Regions from separate parts of the Oryctolagus cuniculus genome. Here region 1 is linked to region 2. A link is a contact called in public Hi-C data. All regions are on one chromosome and are shown on one strand. Each heading gives the region's core, a stretch centred on a gene start, on an enhancer-like site or on the middle of the called end of the contact. The rest is flanking DNA. Distances are from core to core; before and after follow the strand shown. Region 1 overlaps RORA (RAR related orphan receptor A). Region 2 overlaps ANXA2 (annexin A2).

Region 1 (5,652 bases), core at 1,721-4,220, 140 kb after region 2:
CAACAGAGGCTCTTCCACTTAATATTTGCTTTAAAAAGTGGACATTAGGCAATGTGCAGAACCAGTTTCGGTCATCTTGACACACTGAAGCAAGCATTTTGGGACCCTTCTGTATTTGGGAACATGAGAATGAGGAGCAAGGGCTTTGCGAAGCCAACACTTCAGGATAGGACTTGGTGCCTCTCAGCCTCTGGACCTTACCCTCATCCTGCGCCCTTATTCCAGTGTCTGGGAATGAACAAACGTTGAACTCCATGGCATTGAGAAATGATTGACAGGGCCTCTTTGTGGCGTTTTTATGAGGACACATCTGTCACATACATTGCCCTGGGATGGACCACTCATGGAAAACTAGGGAATAACCTTTTATGATACCAACTCTGCATTTATTTTGTTATTCCTGCAAATGGAACAAGGAGGGCCTAACAATGATACCAAGGGCCTAACTACGGATAGTGTAGTTGGTCAGAGAAAGACTCTGGAGTTAGACTGTTTAAGGTCTGAATCTCAGCTTTGCTGTTTGCTAGTTGTGTGATCTTGAGTATATTATTTAACCTCTCTCTACTTTCGTTCCCTTATTTGTAATAGGAGGAAAACAGTTCCTGTTTCATGGGTCAGTTGTAGCATTGAGCTGAGCACTCAGAACAGGATTACATAGCATGCGCATGTACTGTGTAAATATTAGTTGTTATACTTGGTGTGGGGGGTTGAATTTACCAACAGAAGTCAACAAAGTTTTCTGTAGGAAATTAAAAGGACAGTTCAGCTCATTTGATAATAAAGTATGAAGATGGTAAAGACAAAAACATCAGATTTTATCATGAAAGGGAGAGATTAATGCTGAGTTACCAGGATTAGGGCATGTGTTCAGGGAGAAGACGAGAATTGTATTGGGCCCTATAGGCTGGGGTAGGACTGGTGGGCAGAGGCCAGTGGTGTCAAGAGGTGGGCGAGCTCCACATAGAGGGGGGAGTGGGTGAAGGGGGCATGAATAATATTTATAGGGAACAGCCAGATGTGACAGAGCAACAGAGTTTATATCCTGTAGGATCTGAAATATGAGGAGTACGTCTGGACTCCTGAAGGCATCTGCATGGTCCTCAAGGGGGCGCTGACATTCTGGAAATGGTCCCTGGGGAAAGAGACGAGCAGTTCTGTGTTGGGTGCACTGCAGCACAGAGAGCCAAGGCAGGAATACCAAGTAGAAAGCTGCTGGGCCCCGGGTGTGAGGTGCTAAGCACCTTGAGCAGGTTGGTCATCATTGTTGAGAAAGGAGGACAACTAAAGCAGCCATCACCTGCTGCCCGCCAGGGGGCACATTAGCAGGAAGCTGAAGTGGAGCTGAGTCTTGGACTCCCTAAGGGATAAGGCTGGTGTCCCAACCGATGATTCAACCACTAGGACAAGTGCCCACCTCCCAATGAAGCATTTTCAAAGACAACCCGATTCTAGGGACGGAGCAATGATCCCCCTGCCCCAGTCTTGAACACATGATAAGCAAGCCAGGGGAAAGAATAGCACCAAATGCGATTTTGGCAGCACTAGTAAGAGAGTCTGTTTATTTGGACATTTGTCACTGCTTCCATTAAACAGAGCCAGACTTGTTTGTGTGAAAACAGAGCAGATTCACCTCAGTGAAGTCTGAAACTGTGGTCTCCCTAGAGACAGTGAAACACAGTAAACCTTAGTGGCCCTCCTTGGCAACACAGGCACTAAAGCAGCATCAATCGGTAGCATGAAAACGTAAAACATAAGGGCAGGTATTACAGGCTAGCTGGTAAGACTCCTGCAACCTGCACTGGAGTGCCTGGGTTCAATTCCTGCCTCAGGCCCCTGACCTCAGCTTCCCCTTAATGCAACTGTGAGGCTCAAGTGTTTGGGTTCCTGCCACCCACGTGGGAGACCTGGATTAAGTTCCCAGCGCCCGCTTCAGGCTGGTCCAGTGCTGGCTGTTGCAGGCATTTGGGAGTGAACCAGCAAATAAGAGCACACTCGCCTGCTCTCCCTGTCAAGTGAAAAAAATTTGAAGACCGAGTTGGAAGGAAAGAGATGGAGAGAAAACAGCAGCTACTAAACTCTGTCAGATGGTGCTGCTTGTGAAAAGGAAATAAAGGCTAAAATAGGGGTCGGCGCTGTGGCATAGCTGGTGAAGCTGCCACCTGCAGAGCCAGCATCCTATATGGGCGCCGGTTCGAGTCCCGGCTGCTCCACTTCTGATCCAGCTCTCTGCTATGGCCTGGGAAAGCAGTAGAAGATGGCCCAAGTCCTTTGGCCCTTGCACCCACGTGGGAAACCTGGGGGAAGCTCCTGGCTTTAGATCGGCGTAACTCTGGCTGTTGTGGCCAGTTGGGGAGTGAAACCAGTGTATGGAAGACCTCTCTTTCAAATAAATAAATGTAAAAAAAAAGATTGATTTATTTACTTGAAAGAGTTATACAGAGAGAGAAGGAGGTGTAGAGAGAGAGAGAGGTCTTCTACTGCTTTCCCAGGCCATAGCAGAGAGCTAGATTGGAAGTGGAACAGCTGGGACTCAAACTGGTGCCCATATGGGATGCTGGCACTGCAGGCGGCGGCTTTACCTGCTACGCCACAGCACCGGCCCCAGATTTGTAAATATGGTAGTGAACTATTTCCTAATGGAAGAGCCCTCAGTACAAAAGATTATTTCTGAAATGTTAGGCAATTCTTTTGTAGATGTGGGGAAAAAAAAGGTGTGTTCCCAGGGAAGTGGGATTCCTGTGATGTGAACATTGGGAGGAGGTCCCTATCATTCCCTTCCAGGTTATGCGTTTTCATTTAAGATGGTCAGCATCTTGCTGGACTTGTGGTAAAAAAAAATGCTGCTGCTTCTCGCCGACTCCAGCTTTTCCAACAGCCAAACGATGCAATGCCCATGACACACCAGCAGAGGGCAGTGGCTGCCTTCCCACCAACTGCTCACCCTCTCTTGCCTTTGATCCCAAGTCAGGGCAGATTTGGCAAGTGTGGGACTGCAAACACCTGGCTATTTTTAAACCTGTAGTTCAGCAAGGGAGAATATGGTCAGACTGGATAGAAGTTGAGAAGTCAGTGTGGTTTCCGAGAGAACCCGGCTGGAAGAGTGAGATATCTTGGAACTAGTGGTTAGCAGGAGTGCTTTCTGGTCTGGGCTCAGCGGACATATGTCTCGCTGTGGGACTGGGCGAGCCTGCACCTCCTCAACCATGGCTGCTTCCTCGACACCGCCAGTGTCTGGGCACTGGAGGTGGAAAACGCTGGCTTTTGAGTCACAGGTTTTCATGGGGAGAGGAACTTGAGAAGCATGGTGTCGTGCGGATGTGCCTCGTTTTGCAGATAGGGGCGTTAACAACAGAAATTGCTCACATGCACGTAGCACTCACGATGTGTCAGAGCCCTGGCATTTCCATGTGTGAATACACACATTTTCCTGCTTAATGCTGTGACAACCCCAGGAGATGAGCCTGGATTGTCTTCATCTTACAGACGAGAAAACGGAGCCAGAGAGAGAGGAGGCGGGCTGCTCCCAGGTGTCCTCGCTGGCCATCGGCACAGCTCTGATTCATCTTCTGTAGGGAGGGAGACGCCCAGTTGCAGCTGACTGGATCTGTCCTGGCTCGGGTGACTTGGGCTAAGCCCATGGCCCACGCTAACTCGATGCAGGTCTCTGGAAGACAGAACTGCCTAGCTTCTGCATGAAGTTGTATTTCTCAGTTGTAGGAATAAACACAATGAGTACTTTTTTAAAAACGAAATCAAAGTTGTTTTCCCTGGAATGTAAAATTGGGAACTAACTATCCCCAAAGGGCAGTCCTTCCTAGCCAGGGGTGACAGTGGATTTCCAATAAAAGTAGCAGGTTGTGGATTTGACACTGATGCAAAGGTAGATGTGGACTTAGGATATGGTCATTTGCAACTTATTTTCCTATTGTTTGATTTGTTTCAAGTCTGATGAGGAAGTTTGGCCTAAAGTGATGTCAACAATCTTGAAGAGTGAGAAGACCTTAGGCCTGAAAGGAAATCAGCGAGAACTGTAGGCAGGTCGTGGGCCATGTGGACGCTACTCTGAGCTCCAACTACTCTGTACCTCAAAATGAGAGCTCAGTGATGTTGTTGCCGACATTTAGATTTGGGACTGCTGGTGACGCGTGAACTTAGGTCATCCTAGAAAATGCCACCATCCAGGAGAACACTCCCTCACTTGGAAGGTGCATGTGAGGGTGCAGGGCTCCCAGACCGCACTGGAAGGGGACCCAGGGAGAAGGGGAAGCCAATTTCCCTGTGGACCTGGGAGAATCGGCTCAGCTGTTTCTGGGCCCTCTCGGGTCTTAAAACCCGTTTAGCCAGAGTACCGCGTCCCAAAAGCGAGACTTTGGCCAAGCCCTACGGATTTATTTCAGGATTGAACATTTGCCCAGCAAACAGGATGATGCACTGGTATTTATGGCAAGGTCTGGACGCAAGCCTGAAGTGAGTCAGGTCATTTTCCATGGTTCCATGTCAGCTTTCAATCAAGTCCTCGCTCAGGTCTGAAATGTTCACTTTCGGGACCGCTGCGCTTCAGATTCAGCCAACCAAGATTTCACGACAGAAACAGAAAAGTTTTTGTTCTTGTTTAAGAAAACAAAAACAAAACGAAACGAAAAATCAAACCCACCTGTACCCTGCCTCTCTTTTAGCTCAGAGGTTTCTCCGCTAATCAAAAGAGCTGCGATCCACCTTTAATACCGTTCAGCGGTTGAAAACCAGGCTTAAAATGTCCCTGGCTCTTGAGGATTTAAATTTAGCTTCATAAAGAGATGCTTGTGTAAAAACCGTAAAGAACATTCAATTTGTTCTATTTGGAGAAAGATTTTACGGGAAATATAAATTTTCACCTAAAAGATGTTTTATGGGGGCACAGAGGTGGAGAAACCCTGCGAAGAACACAGCCATTATTTCTGTGCACTGAGGATTTCTGTGCTCAAGTCAGAACCTGCTGGTTCTTTCCCATCTGAAGTCTCCATTCTCTCCTCGTACCCCACGTAGTCCCCTCCACGGCAACTAATTGAAATATCCCAAAGGACTGTAACCTTGGACGAGGAGTCACTGGGAAGAGCAGCTCAGGTTCTCGAGCCACACAGGTTCTCATCAAAGTTTCTCTAATAATAGTGCTGCCCTTAAAAATCTATTAAATATAGCCGAGGACGTGAGTGCAACTTCCTCGGAATGGAAAGTGTCCCATTGTCTGTGTTACCAGCATTTCTGGGTCACAGCTCCCAAAAGCAGTCGTGTCCCAGCAATAAGGAAATGATGTGGCTTTGTGTTTTTTTTTTTTCCCCTGTGGTGGTGGTGGTGGGGAGTATGATGAGCCTTATATGAAATAGACTAATTTTGTCGCCAACACCCATCATCAAAGCATTCTGGCAAGTAACGAAGCTGATTTCTCTTTCACATTTATACTATACATCCGGGTTGTAAAACTTAGATGTGCACAGGGGCTGAGCGGATGCTAGGAATGAGAGGAGTGGGGTAGGCCCACCCGGAGGTGCCAGCCTCTGACTGCTTCCAGGTGGCTGCTGGCACTCACCGATGCTGGGGCATATTTCTTTTCTCGTCCACAAGAAGCTCAGAGTCAGAACTTTGCAGTGTGGCTGGCCCAGCTGACAGCACAGA
Region 2 (5,482 bases), core at 1,419-3,918:
CAGTCCGCGGTTGGGAACCTCAGAAGCAGAAACTAAAGAGCCCCCAGCAGGTAGAATCTATCTAGAAGACTTTCTCCTTCCCATTAAATATTGTTTTAGAAATAGGTTTTTTTTTTCTTCTTTCCCGCCTTTCCACCCTTTTGCAAAAATGCTAATGGAACACGCTTTGCCTAGTGGGTAAGTGCCAGGTTGGAACTCCTGAATCCCACGTTGGAGTGCACGGGTTTGAGTCTCGGCTCCACTTCCATTTCCAGTGTCCTGCTAACGTGCACCCTGGGAGCCACGAGGTGTGGCTCAAGTAGTTGAGTCCCTGCCACCCACAGAGGAGACCTGGATTGAGTTCCTGGTGCTCAGCTTTGCCCTGGCCCAACCTGGGCCACTGTGGGCATTTGGGGAGTGAACCAGCACATGGGAGGTCTGTCTGCCTCTGAAGCAAATGAGTAAATGTATATTTTTTAAACACAGACAATAAGGAGGTGGAGGAGAGGCATGGCCAACCTTGGCGTGCACATCCATCATCCAGGCACTAAGCAAGGCAGCCATGGTGGAGCCACAGAAACGGGGCTACTCACTTTCCTTGTAAACTCTGTTAATTTCCTGCAGCTCCTGGTTGGTCCTCGAGCAGATGATCTCAATGAGGGAGTCCTCATCAGTTCCTAGCCCCTGTGAAGCCGGAAGCACAAACATTAGGAGGAAAGGCCTTCTGCACCATTAACCTACGGCTCTGCTCTCCATCAGGTCAACTGCAAGCCTGGTTTGGATTGGACAGCTTTCTCCTCTCTGCACTGTTGTCGATATATCTCCTGTGTCTTCTGCTTCTACAGTGTCTCCTACTCCTTGACAAAAAAAATGTCTCGCCTGACTGCAAGATGGTGTAAGTGGCATGTCTAAGCTCAACTATGTTTTCAAAAAGCAAACAGTGGATGCCAGAGACAGAACACGCCACAGTGTCCACAGTGGTTCAGAGTAACCGCCTCTTCCTCTTGATTTCTCAATTTCTGTAACAGCCACCCACTTTTTAAAGAGCTGGAAACAATTTTTTTTCATAAAACAATTCATCCCACTAATTTAAAATAAAGGGATATTGAAAATTGATGTTGTCGGTTGCTCCCAGTATCATTAGATCAAGAGTAAGTCTGCGTAGCAGGGAGAGGTACAGTGGAGATAAAAATTTTAGCTTCACTTCTTTGAAATGTAAAATTGGGTGACTGTTAAAAATTTCATTCTTGTGCTCCTATTTTTGCTTAATGATTATGCACTCTATGGGCATTTTAGGGAAGCAAAAGGAAATAATGAAATGCCAAATAAATCTAGACACCAACACTTTATTAGGGAGTAAGAAGTTGATGGGCGATGTATTCAAATTTAATACACACACTTTAGAGCGTGCCAGATAGCTTGAAAGAACTCAATGAAACATGTATTTCAAAGCTAGCTTCATGATCAAAGTCAAGATTTAATAATCAGGATTCTCTAAGACTTGTCTTTCGAATATGGAAATAACACTTTGAACTGAGTAGAATTACAACTGTTTAAAATGTAAATCAATTATAAGGTGTTAATACAATAAGAAACTTACTTCTCCACATGAAAAGTGTGTCAGGTATTAATTAAACTTATTAGGGTTTATATGCCCCTCAAAAATGGCTTGTGTAATATGAGCTAAGCCTCAGGTTAATGGCTAATTTTGAGTTTTACTCTTAATCTCATCTTGGAGCCTCTGGCCCTTCTTCCAGAGTTTTTAATCAGAATTTGTAGAGATCCCCACGAGGCCGAACTTGCTTCCCTCGATAGTAAGAGGTCCACACATCATTCTAAACAGATGTCACAAAATAGCAAAAGGGCTGTTTGAGTATTTTTAGGAAGGGGCAGTTGAGACTGGAGTTTCAAGAAGCCTGCAGACAACCTGTGCCTAGGAAGAAATGCGAGCCCCTGACCCTGGACACATACAGGACAGACCTGGGAAGATTTTTAAGAGTTGCTTCCTTCCATCACTGACATACCACTGCTAATACCTGAGGTTTCGAACACTGTCTTTTATCTCTGCAGTGGAAGGTGACCTTGGCAATCTCCAAACCTTGGCCCAAGCTTTGCACACAGGCTGCCCACAATTCCTACCACAAGGGTAACTTCTACTGTAACATACGGTAGATATTGCCACTGGTATCGCCAGAAGTCAAAACAGATTGTTGTGGGTTTTTTTTTTTTTTTTTTTTTTGGTTTGATTTGGTTTTTTAGTTCAATTAATGTCACTTCAAGCTTTATGGGTTTCAGAAGGGTACTCAGCCGTGATGGCTAATGGAAGGGCTGGCACCAGGCCAAAGATTCAGCAGTTAAAACACCTTGCAGCGGGCCCTGGTACATGGATGACAACAGTGAGGAACAGCTCCAATCTGTGAGGGTTTCAAGTCACCAACGCCAAGTAACAGACACCAAAGCACAGGAATCACAACTCAGTGGATCCCTGACAAAATCGGAAGCGTTGACGGATGCCGAGACCGGCCGGTTCGGCCGCTCATTTTCCCGAGGAATGCTCTCCTTATCAAGCAGCATCGTTAAATGCTGTTGACATTTTATCCTGAATCACGCCTTCCTTCTCGCTAGGGCCTCCCAGGGAAACTTAGAGCAAGTCTGCTCAGATACACTGAGCCCGGCCTGGGCTGAGCCGAGGAGCTGAGGAGCAGGGAGATTGAACAACGCATCTTCCAGCAGCCCTGAGCTACCAAGTTCCGGCCCCTTGGCTCAGTGACTGTGAAGCGGCCACACTCTCCGGGTGCTCCCTGGGCAAAGGCTGGCCGCCGGGATGTGACGTTAGCTCTGGGGCCAGGCTTCCAGCGGGGTCTGTTCATAATCTGAAGACAGCGCACTCGGGCTTCGAATTAAAAAAAAAAAATCACAAATATGGCCGCCCCCCTGCCATGGAGGCTTTTCCCCAGTTACATCAGCAGAGGGCAGCCTCGGATCACCGAAACTGCAGCCATGCTGCGCAGAGCTGGTCTGCTCTCACCGGAATCTACATTTATGTTTGTGCATCGATTTAGCAGAATATCATACGTGATGTCTTCCGTATATCTAATTTGGTTTGCAACCTAGAATCTCCTATGCCGTTTCACCTAAAATCTCACATTCAAAATAACTTGGGGTGGGGGGAGTAATGTAATACAAGTAACAAGACATTGAACTAAATACAGGTGTTGCTCACATTCTGAAGTCGCCCCTGGTGTGCACTTACCGTGTTCTGATTCTGCCTACCTCTGGAGCGAACAATGGGACGACAAGGGGAAGGTCAGAGGAAGACGCACCATGGGCAGAATTTGCAAGCTTCACTTAACAAAAGCTGAGTTTTTCTTTTCCTTAATATCACAACACGTCTTTCATGGAGGAAGTGTAATCAAGGAAGTCGTTTTCCCAAATGGTATTCCAATTGCCCAGGTGCCGAGTAGTAGCAGCTGGTAACTGACTTCTCAGCATCATGAAATTTCTTTAGTTTCAAAAAAAGTAATTGAAATATTTTTGGTACAAATCCTGAAACTTAGAGCTTCAGTTCATTCAAAAAAAAAATGGCTCCAAATGAGAACTCAACAAAACTGACAATCACCTAATTACACTCAGAGCTGCAATTCACCAGTATTAACGGCAGATCTGCCAGAGAGGACGGCGCACACGTGTTTACCTTCATGGAGGCCTTCAGCTCCGAAGCGTCATACTGAGCAGGTGTCTTCAACAGGCCTAAGATCACCGTTTCCAGATGGCCCGACAAGGCTGACTTCAGGGCGGCTGGCAGCTCCTTCGGGAGACAGGCAATTGCAGGGAAAGTGGTAAGTCACACTCCCCTTAAAACTCACCCGCAACCAAGAGAGGGATCTGTTTGTCCAAGCAGCCCGTGAGCCTTAGACCACTCCCGGGCCTTGGGTTGAAGTCCTTCCAAGGCACTTCCTCCCTCGGAGCCAGAGGTCTGGCTTTGTCCTAACAAAGTCCCTTACCATCTAAGCTCACAGTACCTTCTCCCGCAATCATGAAAAGGACGCTGGGCTGGCAAACAGCACCAGGGCCTTTGTAACACACTTGAGAACAGTAGCCACCCATGAAGGCAGGGCTCTTTCCAGGGGTCAAGGCCCCTGGCAAGGCTAAGGTGGCTGGAACGCAGAGAGTCCCTGTGGCCTGCTGATGTCCTGCAGCTGTTCTGGGGGTGACTCCACCAAGTGTCCAGAAGGAACCAGAGGCCCTGACATGACTGGAAGAAGGGCTAGGAAGCTTTCCTAAGCAAAAGACTTCATCTAATAATACTAAGAAAACATCTGTCCATACCGAATTAGAATGGTATTGATGGGGAGAAAGGGAACTACAGCCCCCTCCTCTCCAAACAGCCCCCTTGACACCCCTGCTGCATGTCATTTCTTAAGGGTTCCACCGTCCCATGAACAGAAGATTTGACTTTAGAGGTCTGAGCCAGAACCCATTACCCCAAATCAACGCGCTTCCTCTCCCATTACAATTACTCTCTTCTTTCTTCTCACCTATCCCCTCTGCCTCTCTCCCTTCTCCCTTTCTCTCCTGCTTTCCAACAGCACCCCTGGCACCTGCTGTATTCAGCCCCTTGAGATAGCAGCAAGCTGGAAGGGGTGATTTGCAGCTGGCTTCAGAGAGAATCTTCTCGAATCACTCAGAGTAGAATGGTAAAAGTGACACGGCTCTTAGGAATCACCAGCCCAGTTCTCTTACTACCTACTGTCTCCTGCTTCCTGATGTCCCAAGCACACACAGCACTCACAGGGAGACTTTTGAGCAACCTCCCAATTACGCCACCAGTCGTCCAATTTGGAACCTTGAGGTTGGGTAATTCCAAACTTAGCCTACTCCAGACTCCCCTCTACCCATTCTCTGTTCAAACCTCAAATAGCATTTGGGCACCTGCTGGCTTCTGCCACTTCTATTCTCAACTCCTTAGGGGTGACCAACTTCCTGTTTCAAACAATGTCCAGCACAGAGCTTTGCACTTAACAACTCCCGAAATGGTTGATTAAGAAAAACCACTATGTAGGGGGGAACCTGGCATTTGCTTCACCATGAAGGAAACAAACAAAACACTGGGCCTTTCTCCCAACTCGTTTCTGATCTACTAGCTCTTCAAGTTCATCGCCAGGGCAGCCTGGGCACCTGGGCCCATAGCCCTCAAGTGCTCGGCAAACAGCTCATTTGCAATGATAAGGGGCGGTGGCTTCTCCAATTTCCTTCTGGAACCATCTCAGGTAGTTTAGGGCAACTCTCGCCTGCCCAAGGTGGACAGAGAGTCATTAAGAATCAGCAGGGCACTGAGCAGTCGCCCAGCATAGAGCAAAGCCGTGTGGGTGCCGAACCCCATCGTGATTCAGCTACGTTCTCTCCAGCAAGGCACGGGAAAGCTCTGTCTCCATCTATCTGATCTGAAATGGAGATCCAAGCTGTTATGAGTGTGTGGACACGCCCAGGTGTGTTCTGAGGC

What was found. Hi-C and Micro-C count contacts between places; a contact is called where the count stands out from the background.
Region 1: a Hi-C map of psoas muscle shows a contact between it and region 2, with 4 times the contacts expected there. The contact joins two enhancer-like sites. A contact is called at or near these places in 2 of 6 Hi-C or Micro-C datasets (psoas muscle and an unstated tissue).

What each region holds. Positions count from the first base shown.
Region 1 is chr12:83,411,506-83,417,157 of mOryCun1.1, forward strand. The region is part of intron 6 of RORA (RAR related orphan receptor A); the gene reads right to left. Among named protein-coding and RNA genes, the nearest start is that of ICE2, 37 kb to the left of the region's middle. Within about 2 kb of position 2,971, at least 1 of the 8 cell types and tissues checked has an H3K27ac peak or open chromatin away from gene starts, as enhancers often do.
Region 2 is chr12:83,269,578-83,275,059 of mOryCun1.1, forward strand. It overlaps ANXA2 (annexin A2), which reads right to left. Exons shown (of 13, transcript XM_051821925.2): 5 at 3,674-3,787; 6 at 573-663. Among named protein-coding and RNA genes, the nearest start is that of ANXA2, 38 kb to the right of the region's middle. Within about 2 kb of position 2,669, at least 2 of the 8 cell types and tissues checked have an H3K27ac peak or open chromatin away from gene starts, as enhancers often do.